2 separate regions of the Mus musculus genome follow, and region 2 is linked to region 1. The links are chromatin contacts, called in public Hi-C maps. All regions are on one chromosome and are shown on one strand. The core of a region is the stretch at or near the end of the contact, and the rest is flanking DNA. Distances in the headings are between cores, read along the strand shown.

Region 1 (6,078 bases), core at 15-2,514:
AAATTCTGTCACTTGCTAGAAAATAAATGCAACTGGAAAACATCATAATATACAAAAGAAGTCTAATCCCAGAGAATCATATTTCCTTTCACTCCTGGAACGTTAAAGTTTGTATAGTTATATAAAACCGTGTGTGTGTGTGTGTGTGTGTGTGTGTGTGTGTGTGTGTGTATGTGTGTGTGTGTGTACATACAAATATAATCACAAAGGAGAATAGAAGAGAGACTAGCAATTGGGGACAGGGGAGAGGAAGGAATCTAAAGAAAAGGGTGAGTATAGTCAGAGCATTAGATATACTTGAAATAACAGTCTTTGTGAAACACGCACAATACTCTGTATGTAAAAATAATGGAGGAAAAGGCCTCCCCTAAAAGCCTGAGTAAAGCTGTGTCTCTCCATGAGCCCTCAATTCAATATCTCCTCTGAGTTCTCCATTCATGTCACACACTGAAGTTACAAATGCATTATTATTTATGGAGATCTAAGTTTAGTACTTACCCTCTCCCAGTAGACTTGTGAGCTCCCAAGGATCAAAGGCCACCTGCTTAGCACTTGGCATAGCACTTTGAACCTCAAAGTTGCTGTGAGGATATTAGTAGAATTTATTGACACAGAGCGGCGGAAAGATGAGTCACTTGACACCACATATTGCATATGTGCTTCATATTCCTGAGTTTTCAGGAATTCTTTTATCTTTATCTTATCAAGACTCTGGGGTAAAGATTTGTGCTGTGGCTTCTGGATACCCAGAATGTAGGCAGCTCAAATATCATTTGTAGCCCTACAGTTCCTTGCAATGAATTAGGTGGTGGACAAATATTTGTTAAATAAATGTCTATAATGCTACTACCTCCCCATTGCTCATGTTCCCATTTTCAAACAATCTTATTACTCAGTGCTTAATGGCTTGCCTTGTAAAACCCAGTTACTGTTAGACTTCTGTTGATTGCTTCATTTATTGACAACAGTTTCTCTCTGTTGACTCTTAGTTTGGTTTGCACATTCAGGTATTCAACAAACATTTATTGAAAGCCTAATGGATGCCAGGGATTTACAGGGTACCAGAAGAACTGGCTGTCTCCATGTTACATTGACATGTGGCCATGATGCCTGGAAGGAATTCTTGAAACAGAACAGTTCGTCAGCAGCAAGTGATGATAGAAACTAATATGCACCCAAATTTGGGCACATAGCAGAGGAGCTGAACTAGAGAGCTGGGCTGGGATAACTTGACTGTTTCCCAGCTTATTTTGAGCAAATGAGTCAGAGGATAGCTTCATTATTCAATACCAGAAAGACATTGCAAAACAATACCAATCTGTCTAAGCATAGTTATAAAAAATACCCTGGGCAAAATTGAAAGTGTTGTTTTTAAATATTTGCTTTTTAAGTGATATCTCCATAAAGTATCTCCTGAAGAATGATGATGTCACAAACATTTGGGACATACAGAAGAAAAACTTACTTATAACCACTTAGAAAAGAGCCAATGACGAGTCTAGTTTGCAACCGTACTGTTTTCTTTTCTAGGACATAACAAGATTTTGAATTGTTTCAGTGTTAATTATGAGACTATATGGAATGATAGCTACTGCAAAGGAGCCAATAGTTTCTGACCTCCCTGATTTCTTGTTAACTGACCAGGGAAGAATAATTATCCATAAAGGAGCTCAGATGAGGGACCAATTATAAGAGTTCCCAGAGATAATTCTAGTATATCTAATACTATGAAAAAGTTGGGTAAAGGGAAATTTTCTAACACAAATCAAGCAAAGAATGGAATCACTTGTCTTTAGCATAATACTGTGCTTACCTGCATAGGGACAGATGTCTCTGCAAGGACTCTTCAGAAATCCTAGAAGTTAGGACTTGCCAATCATATAAGACCCACTTGCTTTTAGCTTCATTTGCAGAAAAGCCCTGAAGAGTGTTCACTGTTCCTATCTACTCCACAGCCAGACTATTTTACTCACACCTGATAGCAATAAAAACATCTTGCGACAATTACCAAACCAGTGCTGATAGGTTGTTGTTAATTAGAAACCCTCCTTTCTTCAGCTTAATTCTTGGCCAGTGTCCCTCATCCCTCTTCAGGATCTCATCAAGAACATCCTGATGCATCTGGTTCCCACATCTCCCATGTCTCTTTCTAGTTGTTGGCAGTTTCTTGGACATTTTGTTTTGGTGACCTTGAGAATTGTGAGAAGTACCAGTCAGACATTTTCTGAGATGGGCTTTAACTGAGACTTGCCTTCTGAGTAGAGGAAGTCATGGATCGAGCAAAAGTACCACTGTTGAGTTTGTATGCTGTTTTTCTTACAGTATATCCATGACACCTGCTATCAATATGATTTAGTGCTGTTGATGTTCTTGACCTTGGTCACTTGGCTGTCAGCCTGTTTATCAGTCTTCTTGGCTCCGAAGAAATCATTAAATTCTGTCTGTTTTAAGAATATGTTTCATCTATGTAAATTATCTGCAATTCACTCTTCACAATTTACTTACCCATTCAGTTGTGTATAGTTATATAGGAGCATGAATATTTATTCTACATTCAGGTTTATAATCCAGTATGACCTTATTTTATTTCTTGTGTTGTTTTAATTTGGTCAGTGCTTTTCAGTGCCCCCATGTCCCTTTGACAGGCTCCCATTATGAAGGTGTTTTGGGTTTTGATAGTGTTTTTGAAGATATCCCTTCAGGCATGAGTATTGCTCTAGGCTCAGCTTTTAGATTCCTTGCTTCTGTGTTCGAATCAGCAGTTTCTCTAAGGCAGTTGTTCTCAGCCTGCGGCTGAAGATGCCCTTGATGATCACATATTGGATATCCTTTATAACAGATATTTACATTACGATTCATAATAGTAGCAAAATTAAAGTTATGAAGTAAGAATGAAAGAATGTTATGGTTGTGTGTCACCACAACATAAGAAACTGCATTAAAAGGTCATGGCATTAGAAATGTTAAGAACCACTGCTCCAAGGTGTTCTTCTAAGGTATTTTTCTATTGTCTTCTTTACTGTGCCAGAATGGTTTTATACATATTTTGTTTCTTTCACTGTATTCCATAGCCTTGAAACTTACTTCATACATACAGAAGCTGAGGCCCAAAAAGAAGTACTTGACCCAGAGCCACATAGTTATTGAAGAATGGAGACATGATTAAAGTCCAAATCTGTCCCACCCTGAATATAACACTCTACCTTTGTTCCAAGAAGCCAGCATCCCATGACACCTACTTAGCATTAGACAGAAGCAGCTGTGATTCCTCTTGCCTTTGTGTGAGGAAGAAAAATCAAAAAGACATCCTGACTTTCCTTGGGAGGAATCTCCCCAGTATGAGAGCAGCTGCTTCTTTTCCTCTGAACTTCACACACAGTTCAGAGAGCCTTCACGAAGTGTGCCAGTGGTTTATGTACTATCTTGTGTTTTCCCTGATATGATTTTCAGAACAGATTGCTAGCTCCTCACCAGGCAAGGAAAATATACCACAGTACAGGATTATCCAGATAAGAAACACTAGGCTACTACATCCTATCAAAACAGACGCTAGTGATCTGGGTTTGACTCAGTGCAAATATTAAAACCTGTGTGTCTCCTACCATGAGAGCCCAAGTCTCCATTACATTGATACCACATTGTTATTATAGTTATTTGGCATTCACTAGGTCTCCTCCTGGGTTGGGAACTTCTCAAAAATAAAGGTTATTCGTATTCTCCAGAGCCTGGTATAGGATCTGACATAAGCCAGGTATCTAATTCATATACAGAGAATATGTAAAATAAGTTCCTGGTATCTAGACTAGCAACTGCTTGCTGTTTACTTACACACAATTTTGACTGACTTTTCTCCTAAGATGGGCATGGTATAAGGTAATTCTACAAACATAAGCCAACAGCTATGAGAACAAACCCTAGTTTTCTTGCAAAAAGTCTTAGGAAGGAATGAAGTCTTGTGGCCATTGAGAAGAGAATAAGCAATAACAGACAAAGAAGAATCAGTAACAACTGAACTATATTAAGTAGGTAATAAAAGGTAGCTGAGACGGCAAAGCTTGTAGCCTTTCAGTAAGAGCAAAAGAGATATGAGCCACCTATGGAACAGAGCCCTGGTGAGACTTAGTAGGTGAGTTGTTTATAGGTTTTGAAGTTGGAGTGTAGAACAGGGTGACTTATGTCCTAGACATACAAATAGATTAAAAGCCAGTGGAGAAAGTCACTGTGCATACTGGAGAGGAGCCCAAAAGGAGACTGGATAAAGAAGACCAGTTAGGCAGTCATGAGTCCTTAGATCCCACTCTAGAACAACCATCAAGACAAGCTCCTCCCCTTCACATATTCGAAGACAAAACATTTTCTTTACTTTCTAGAAAATACTTCAAATCAGAGGATCTCTGGCCTCTGGGATACCCAACAAAGTTGGAATCAAGAGTGAGGTGGGAAAATCAGAAGGTTTAATTGAAAGTCTGTTTAGTATAGGACAATAGCCCAACCTCCTCCTTCTCTGATAAACACATCTTGGGCAGAGGATATCCCTTGTGATCCTGGATATCAGCTGGTTGTCTGTGTTTCCATCCAGCTGTGTACAGTGCCAGAGTAAGTCATGCTAGCAAATGAGTTAAGAGCTGCCCTCTCACCAAGTCAGATCACCTCTGGTCTGTGTGACTCCCTTCCAGGCTCCAGCCAAAGCTTCAATCAAGGTCTTGCCTGTATACCTTCTCATACAGCAAGGCTATGCATCCCAGTGCTTCCCAGTCAGTTCCACCAACTGGGGACTAAACATTCAAACACTTGGCCTGTGGGGGCCATTCTCATTCTAACTGGCACAGATATGTAGATACAGACCTTGGCTCAGCTGTAAAGAATACATACATCATCATAGTACAAACTAAAAATTGTGCTTTACTCAAAGCTAAGCAGAGCCCATACCACTGGAGAAAGTAAGTGAATAACAACTAAAGTTAATAGCCCCAGAGATAGCAGAAAAGGACATGGTGGGCTACCGGGTGCATAATCCCTGAGGAAACCTGCAGCTGTATTGAAAGCCCTTGCAGGAATGAAAAGACCTGAATTGCTGCTTTTTGCTGTAAGTCTTGCAGATGTGACATTTACCTGTTCTGTTTCAATATAAGAATAAATAATATATTTTTAAACAGATACAATAATTTTAAATGTCAGCAGGAAGGAGCCTCTTGGTGTCGAAATGGCCTCTTGCATTCTGTAGTCACCAGAGGACAGGATAAAGTGAATTATGCTCATGCCAGTGACCCCCAAGACATCAAGAAAAGATTACACTGTGTTCTTTGAGTCTGCTTTAGAGAACTGGAGGTATGAGGAACTCTTCTCTATCAAAGTTTCTCTGTGTTACAAATTCTAGCACAAATGATGGTTTTTAGCATCCTTTCCATACCTTGAAATCTGAACCCCACATCCAGAAGGACAGGTTGGTTGGCCACAGTCTGACTCCGTGCTCTGGGCTACCAGATGAGTTTGCAGATTGCTTTACGCCAATCCATCTGAGTCCCTGGATTCCTTATCCTTTTAGGTCACCTTCAGGTCAGCTTGAGGGTAACAGTAGTGAGTGGGACAGTGCAGGGAACACAAAGAAGCACAGAGGTCACACATGGTCTTGTCTTACAACTCCTCATTTGTTCTGATACATCAGAGGTCTTGGGAATGCTTACATGGCTGACATTTTCCTGGTTCCAGTCAGAAGCAGTCAGAGAACAAAATGAAATTCACAGGGACCCAGCTGCCATGTGAGAGTCTTCCCCTTTGTGTATCCTCTCATGCCCTTTCCCCGGTAGCCTTTCTATTACAAATAAACTGGAAGGCCATAAGAAAGAGCACTGGGCAAGAATGAAGCTCTTTGTTTAAACTCTGAAGATTCCATTTTCCAAGATGCCAGCCTGTTTTAAACATCAATGCTAAAGTATAGTATTTTGATATATTGGTAAAAAAGAAACAGGCAAGCAAAATGACTCATATTGTAAAAGTATCTATCACCAGCCTAACCACCTAAATTTGATCCTTGGAACCCACATGATGAGCATGATGAGAGGAGAGAACTGACTTGTG
Region 2 (5,471 bases), core at 2,834-5,333, 240 kb before region 1:
ACTACCCCACCCAGGGATCTGTTCCATAATCAGCCACCAAACCCAGACACTATTGCATATGCCAGCAAGATTTTGCTGAAGGGACCCTGATATAGCTGTCTCATGTGAGGCTATGCCAGTGCCTGGCAAATATAGAAGTGGGTGCTCACAGTCATCTATAGGATGGAACACAGGGTCCCCAATGGAGGAGCTAGAGAAAATACCCAAGGAGCTGAAGGGGTCTGCAACCCCATAGGTGGAACAACAATATGAACTAACCAGTATCCCCAGAGCTTGTGTCTCTAGCTGTATATATAGCAGAAGATGGCCTAGTTGGCCATCATTGGGAAGAGAGGCCCCTAGGTCTTGCAAACTTTATATACCCCAGTACAGGGGAATGCCAGGGCTAAGACATGGGAGTGGGTGAGTAGGGGAGCAGGGAGGGTATAGGGAACTTTCTGGATAGCATTTGAAACATAAATAAAGAAAATAATAAAAAAAGAAGACTTCCCATGGAAAAGCGGTTAGGGTATATTGTTATTCTCTTAGCACTTCTCACTTTATTGTTTTTCTATTGTGGGGTGTGTGTGTGTGTGTGTGTGTGTGTGTAATATATGGGTGAAAAGACTATAGGAGGATATTATTCGGTGCCCTATCATTCTCCCTGACTCCATGGAAACAGGATCTCAATCAGTAACCTGACAGGTCTCAGTAAGACCTTTCCTCAATGGAGTAACCTGAATCTAAAGCTAGGCTGGCTGCCAGCAAGCCCCAGAGATCACCCTACCCAATTCCAAACACTAGGGTAAGCTAGCATCCTGGGATCCTTGACTGACTTTTCACATGACTGTAGGGAGTTGAATTCAGGACCCCATGCTTCTAGAGGAAGACCACTTATCCACTAATCCATCTCCCTAAGCCCTTCCTAGCACGTTAGTGGACATTCTACTCTCCCCCCCCCCAATCCCTTGATAAGTCTACTCAACCCATGGCTCTGATGGCTCTGACTATTTTCCTTTAGCCTACCAGTGTATCATGTGAGACGAATATGGCCAGGTTGTTGACCCTATCTGTGTGGTCAGAGACTTGTTTGGCAGTGATCATGTGGATCAAGGTGGACCTAATAGAGGGATCCCTTTGAGGTGAAAGACCTGGAATTTTTCTCAGTGAAAGTGAAGCAGCTGGGAATGCCTCACTGCCCAGAACAGAGATGACATTGGAGCCAAGAGAAGCCTAGTGGAAGAGAGGGCAAAACCTTGACAGCATCCTCCTGGCTCTTCTCATGCTTCAGGACTGCATGCAGACTCACAGTTGTTAATTTAGTACATTCCCCACCCCGCTCCCCCTTTTTTTTCCTTTTGGCTAATTTGAATGAATTCTATCTGCTGTAATCGAGGACTACTCAAGAACTACTCAAGAGAAGGAGACTGAGGAATGAGTTCTACCATCCTTTGCGAAGGGAACCCTGGAGTATTAAACACTAGCTGCAATTAGGTAATTTAAACATTTACTGGGTGCTACACTAGCCACACACCCCCCCCCCCAGTTATTTTACACAACACTCATCATATAAAAATTAAGAACCTAAAACTGTGAGCCTGTTTTCCCAGTGGGTTGCCCTGTCTTTAATAACTTAAACATTGGTAAACCACTCAACATTAAGAACTGTTTAAACTCCATCTTTCATTCTGCTGGAGGAAGCGGCACACAGCTTAATTAAGCACTGGGCGCGCGCCGTCACCACTAAGACAAAGGCAGTAGAAAGAAATCCACAAATAAACATCCAATTCTTTAGGATTTGTAGCAGCTGTTTCCTCTGAATGGTTTCTCTCTCCATGTGGGGATTTCACCTTGCTGCTGGCCCTTGGGGATGGAGCTGTTTCTGAATGTGGGCATTGCAACTGTGAACTATTGTTCTGAGCTTCGTGCTGAAGTCGAAGTCTCTGGACAGCTCTTGGTTCAGCCTCCCAGGACTCACTATGGATTTGATTCTCACTGTGCCTTTCCTACGGGTTAACCTGGAGGAAAGACTCCCGTGCTCTGGTAATGAATGAAGAGTAGCTGCATGGCTGGCTTATTGTTCCAACTTAAACATCGGGGCAGTTTCCTGTGCTTGAGTTGATATGCCCTCTTGAGACAGCAGAAAATAGCGACAGAATTCAGATTTAAAAAAAAAGAAGAAGGGGGGGGTCTAGGTTTTACTCCACCAAAACAACAAAGAAACTTAAGTGATTTATAGCACTGTTGTAAATGTGTCAGTCACCTGGATTTTCCTCAATAAATGGGTAACTACTCCTATAAGGTAGAATTATTAATTTTAATTCACCATTGACAAAAACCAAGGCCCAAAGTATTTAAACAAATTGACTAGAACCTACAGCTGGGACCGCTAGTTAGAGGAGAGAAACAGTTATACTCAGAATTGATTGAAGGCTGCTCACCTGAAAGCTGGGTGGTATAACCTTCCCAGAATACACAACAGTAGAAAGAGCACACATGACAGGGACACAGGGTGCCTTTGCCAGCATCAGCTCTGGCAATAACTGTCTTCGCAACTCCGGATGAATCATCTCATCTCCCTAGGCCTGGGTTTCTCTGTGTAAGATGAAGGTTGGAAACTATTTGTATTGAACAGTCTCTAAGTTCTCTGGCTCTATAATTATTATACCATGACCTCAGATGTATGGGTGTGTCTCACCACATGTGCCTGAATACACACACACACTGGCATGCATGCTTGCAGGAATGCCCACCATGCTTCCCAAGGCAAAAACTTAATTATGCTGAGAAGATTCAACACAATCTGATGCCAAACCCTGAACGCCAGTGAGTTCTAAGATCTACAGCAGCCCACTCAAGAACATATAAATAGTTTTTAAATCTGGTAAGAAAATGGGAAGACAGAAACAAACAAACAAACAAACAAAGAGGGAGGAAAAGAAGGAGGAAAGAAAGAGAAAAATGTTGATGTGTGTGATTTAAATGTTAACACAAAACAAAACAACAAAACTCATACACCAAATGTTTCTCTTTAACCTGTTTTCTGGAACATTAAGTTGAAAACGTTGCTTTGGCTTACCAGATATAGGTAGCTTCCCTTTGGAAGCACATGTGTTTTGAGATTTGTCTCCTTTTTTTATGATAGGAAAGAGAAAATGTCAAAGGTAGACCACAAAACCCAGCAGGAGGTACCCACAACATCTTGAGGGAATGCCACCCAGGAAAGAGAAAATTACAGCTTCACAGATGTAGTATGCATTCTGGTCCCAGGTTCTTTTCTTTTCCTGTCACTTTAACAGAGTTGTCACAGCATGTAAAACGTTACAGCCAGTACCATGTTACCTGCACAGCTTTAGAGCAAAAAGTATCAGAAGTGTCTGAGGAAAATAATTGCATTATTTTTAGTTGCTGCAGAGATAGATGCAGCAGGAATCAGGTGGAGGAGACAACTTGGGAGGACGGAACTGGAAATGCTAAAAATATTGCTTCCCCAGCAACTGAAATTTTAAGCAAAAACTTAGGAAGGGCCAGAGAGGAAGATGGAGTTAGAATTTATATCTCTTCGCTGCAGTCGGTTTGTTATTAAGGTCTGGAAGAGGGAAACACAGGGGGCTTACCCCAGGCAGTGGGGGAATTCCACAATCCACGTGGAACAGGCAAGGTACAAAGAGACAATGTTGAACTGGGGGTCGGGGGAGGGAGGGATGGCATGTCTACTGCATCTAGTACCCAGAGCAAAGTTTGTGTACAGAATGTCTGGGAAATCCAGTTTCTAGAAGCAGCCTTCTTTCTGTGAGTGTGAACCCAGCCGACAGACGCCATGAGCGCTCTTGCAAGGAAAGCTAGGCTGTGTTTGACACACGTGTTTCCCATTGATATCTGGAGACAGCCCAGTAGCTGGGAGTCAGCTTGACAAAACCGGATCGAAGTAGAGGCAGAGTAGGGTTTCAAAGCAGGCAGTGAGAGAGCGGGAATGCTGTTCAGGAAATTCTTCAGGCATGGGCAGGGACTTGGCTGCAGTTGTGCGGCTGGAAAATCTGACTGGGGCAGCTCCTGAGCGCAGGCAGGGCCTGCTCACGGGGGCGGGCTGAGTGGCCGCCTCCATCAGAGCCTCTCAGCTTTCCCCGGGACCACGGGGGACTCTCATCCGCCACTCTGTGAAACAGACAAGAGAGGTAGGGGACCGTGCAGCTCTTGCCTTACCAGCCTAGCTTCCTGAGCCCTGTCTGCTGTTCGTTCACCAACACTGGGGGATTCAGGGGTGGGGAGAGGCCGCGTGTGTACGTGTGAATGAACACATTTCAGCTCATCACCTGGGCAGAGGGACTGGGTGCTTCTAAGCTTTGTCTGCCCGCAAAGGGCCCTTAAGATCTGAGTTTCAACAGCACCCAGGCACTTTTGAAAGTTAGCACTGCACAGCTAACAGCACTGGGGAAGGAAAAGTGTGTGGATTCCTGTGTTGACACCCTCTTCCAGCGCTCTGGAAGTTTCCCTTTCTGCTTCACGGGACACTCGTTTGACTGCAAAGATAATCTCCCATGAAGACATTCCGGTTTTGAATGCTTCAGGGATTTTTAAAGGGGGTGTTCCAAGCAGGAAACCGTTCTCTGCTTTTGGAGGGAATCAGAGTTGGAAGTTTTTATTTTGGAATACACTTTTTTTTTTTTTTTTTTTTGTAGGAACAGATGTGTGTAAGGCTTCCTGGTGTTTAATTTTCGAATGTGTCTTTGACTTTCTTATGTGAGGTTTGAGTAGCAGTAATATATTTGTGTAGAAATATGCTGGATTGTTATTCTGCCTTTTACTTGGTGGAAGAAATAACCTGTAGTTTAGTAAATGTTTCTATATTTTATAACAGATAATAGAGCAATAGCATAAAACAGTCATTTATTTTTGAAAAATCATTGTTAAGAATAGAGGCAAATAGTGTGAATGTTCTATCGATTGCTCCGTTTTATTTTTCCCTAAAACCAGTGCATTAAAAATGTTGACTAGTTTTTAGCAGAAGAGAATCTTGCCTTTCCTCTTCAATTTTTGTTCTTTCTCATATATGTACACTATATTGTAATACATATACACTATATTGTAATACATATAATAAATAGCCTTCCTGGGACTACTACATTGCTCCTTTCTGTGTATGTATTTAGAAGACAAGCCATGCAGTGTTACTATCTTTAAGAGCTTAGCTCAGCTCAGACAAGTTTGGACTAAAGCTCATCCATCCAGTTTTAGGGCTAACTTGGTGATCAGTCCATAGCAAGTCCAGAGGAGACTTGGGCAAGAGCCTGCCTAGGGAAAACAGAGGAAAGTCCTTGAATACTAGGTCATTAGCACAGAGCCACTAGACCTTATGGTTGCTTCTCTTAGAAGACGGGGTGAGTTTAAGTCCGGGTCCAAGAGGCTATTGTTAGTACTGAATGGAGAGGGGTAGATGTTGAGATGTCTCACTTTCTCCAATCCTGGACCTAAGAGGAGTAAAGCAGAAGTCC

What was found. Hi-C and Micro-C count contacts between places; a contact is called where the count stands out from the background.
Region 2: a Hi-C map of adipose-derived mesenchymal stem cells shows a contact between it and region 1, with 1.9 times the contacts expected there. The contact joins the promoter of Sgcd here to the enhancer-like site in region 1. A contact is called at or near these places in 2 of 484 Hi-C or Micro-C datasets (the C2C12 cell line and adipose-derived mesenchymal stem cells) and 1 of 115 datasets of contacts at active chromatin or transcription factors (embryonic fibroblasts).

The regions. Positions count from the first base shown.
Region 1 is chr11:47,134,562-47,140,639 of GRCm38.p6, reverse strand. All of the region lies in intron 3 of Sgcd (sarcoglycan, delta (dystrophin-associated glycoprotein)), which reads left to right. Among named protein-coding and RNA genes, the nearest start is that of Sgcd, 240 kb to the left of the region's middle. Within about 2 kb of position 1,264, at least 5 of the 459 cell types and tissues checked have an H3K27ac peak or open chromatin away from gene starts, as enhancers often do. A contact at or near this core is called in adipose-derived mesenchymal stem cells, where this site is marked.
Region 2 is chr11:47,377,937-47,383,407 of GRCm38.p6, reverse strand. Sgcd (sarcoglycan, delta (dystrophin-associated glycoprotein)) reads left to right here and starts at 4,083. Exons shown (of 8, transcript NM_011891.5): 1 at 4,083-4,154.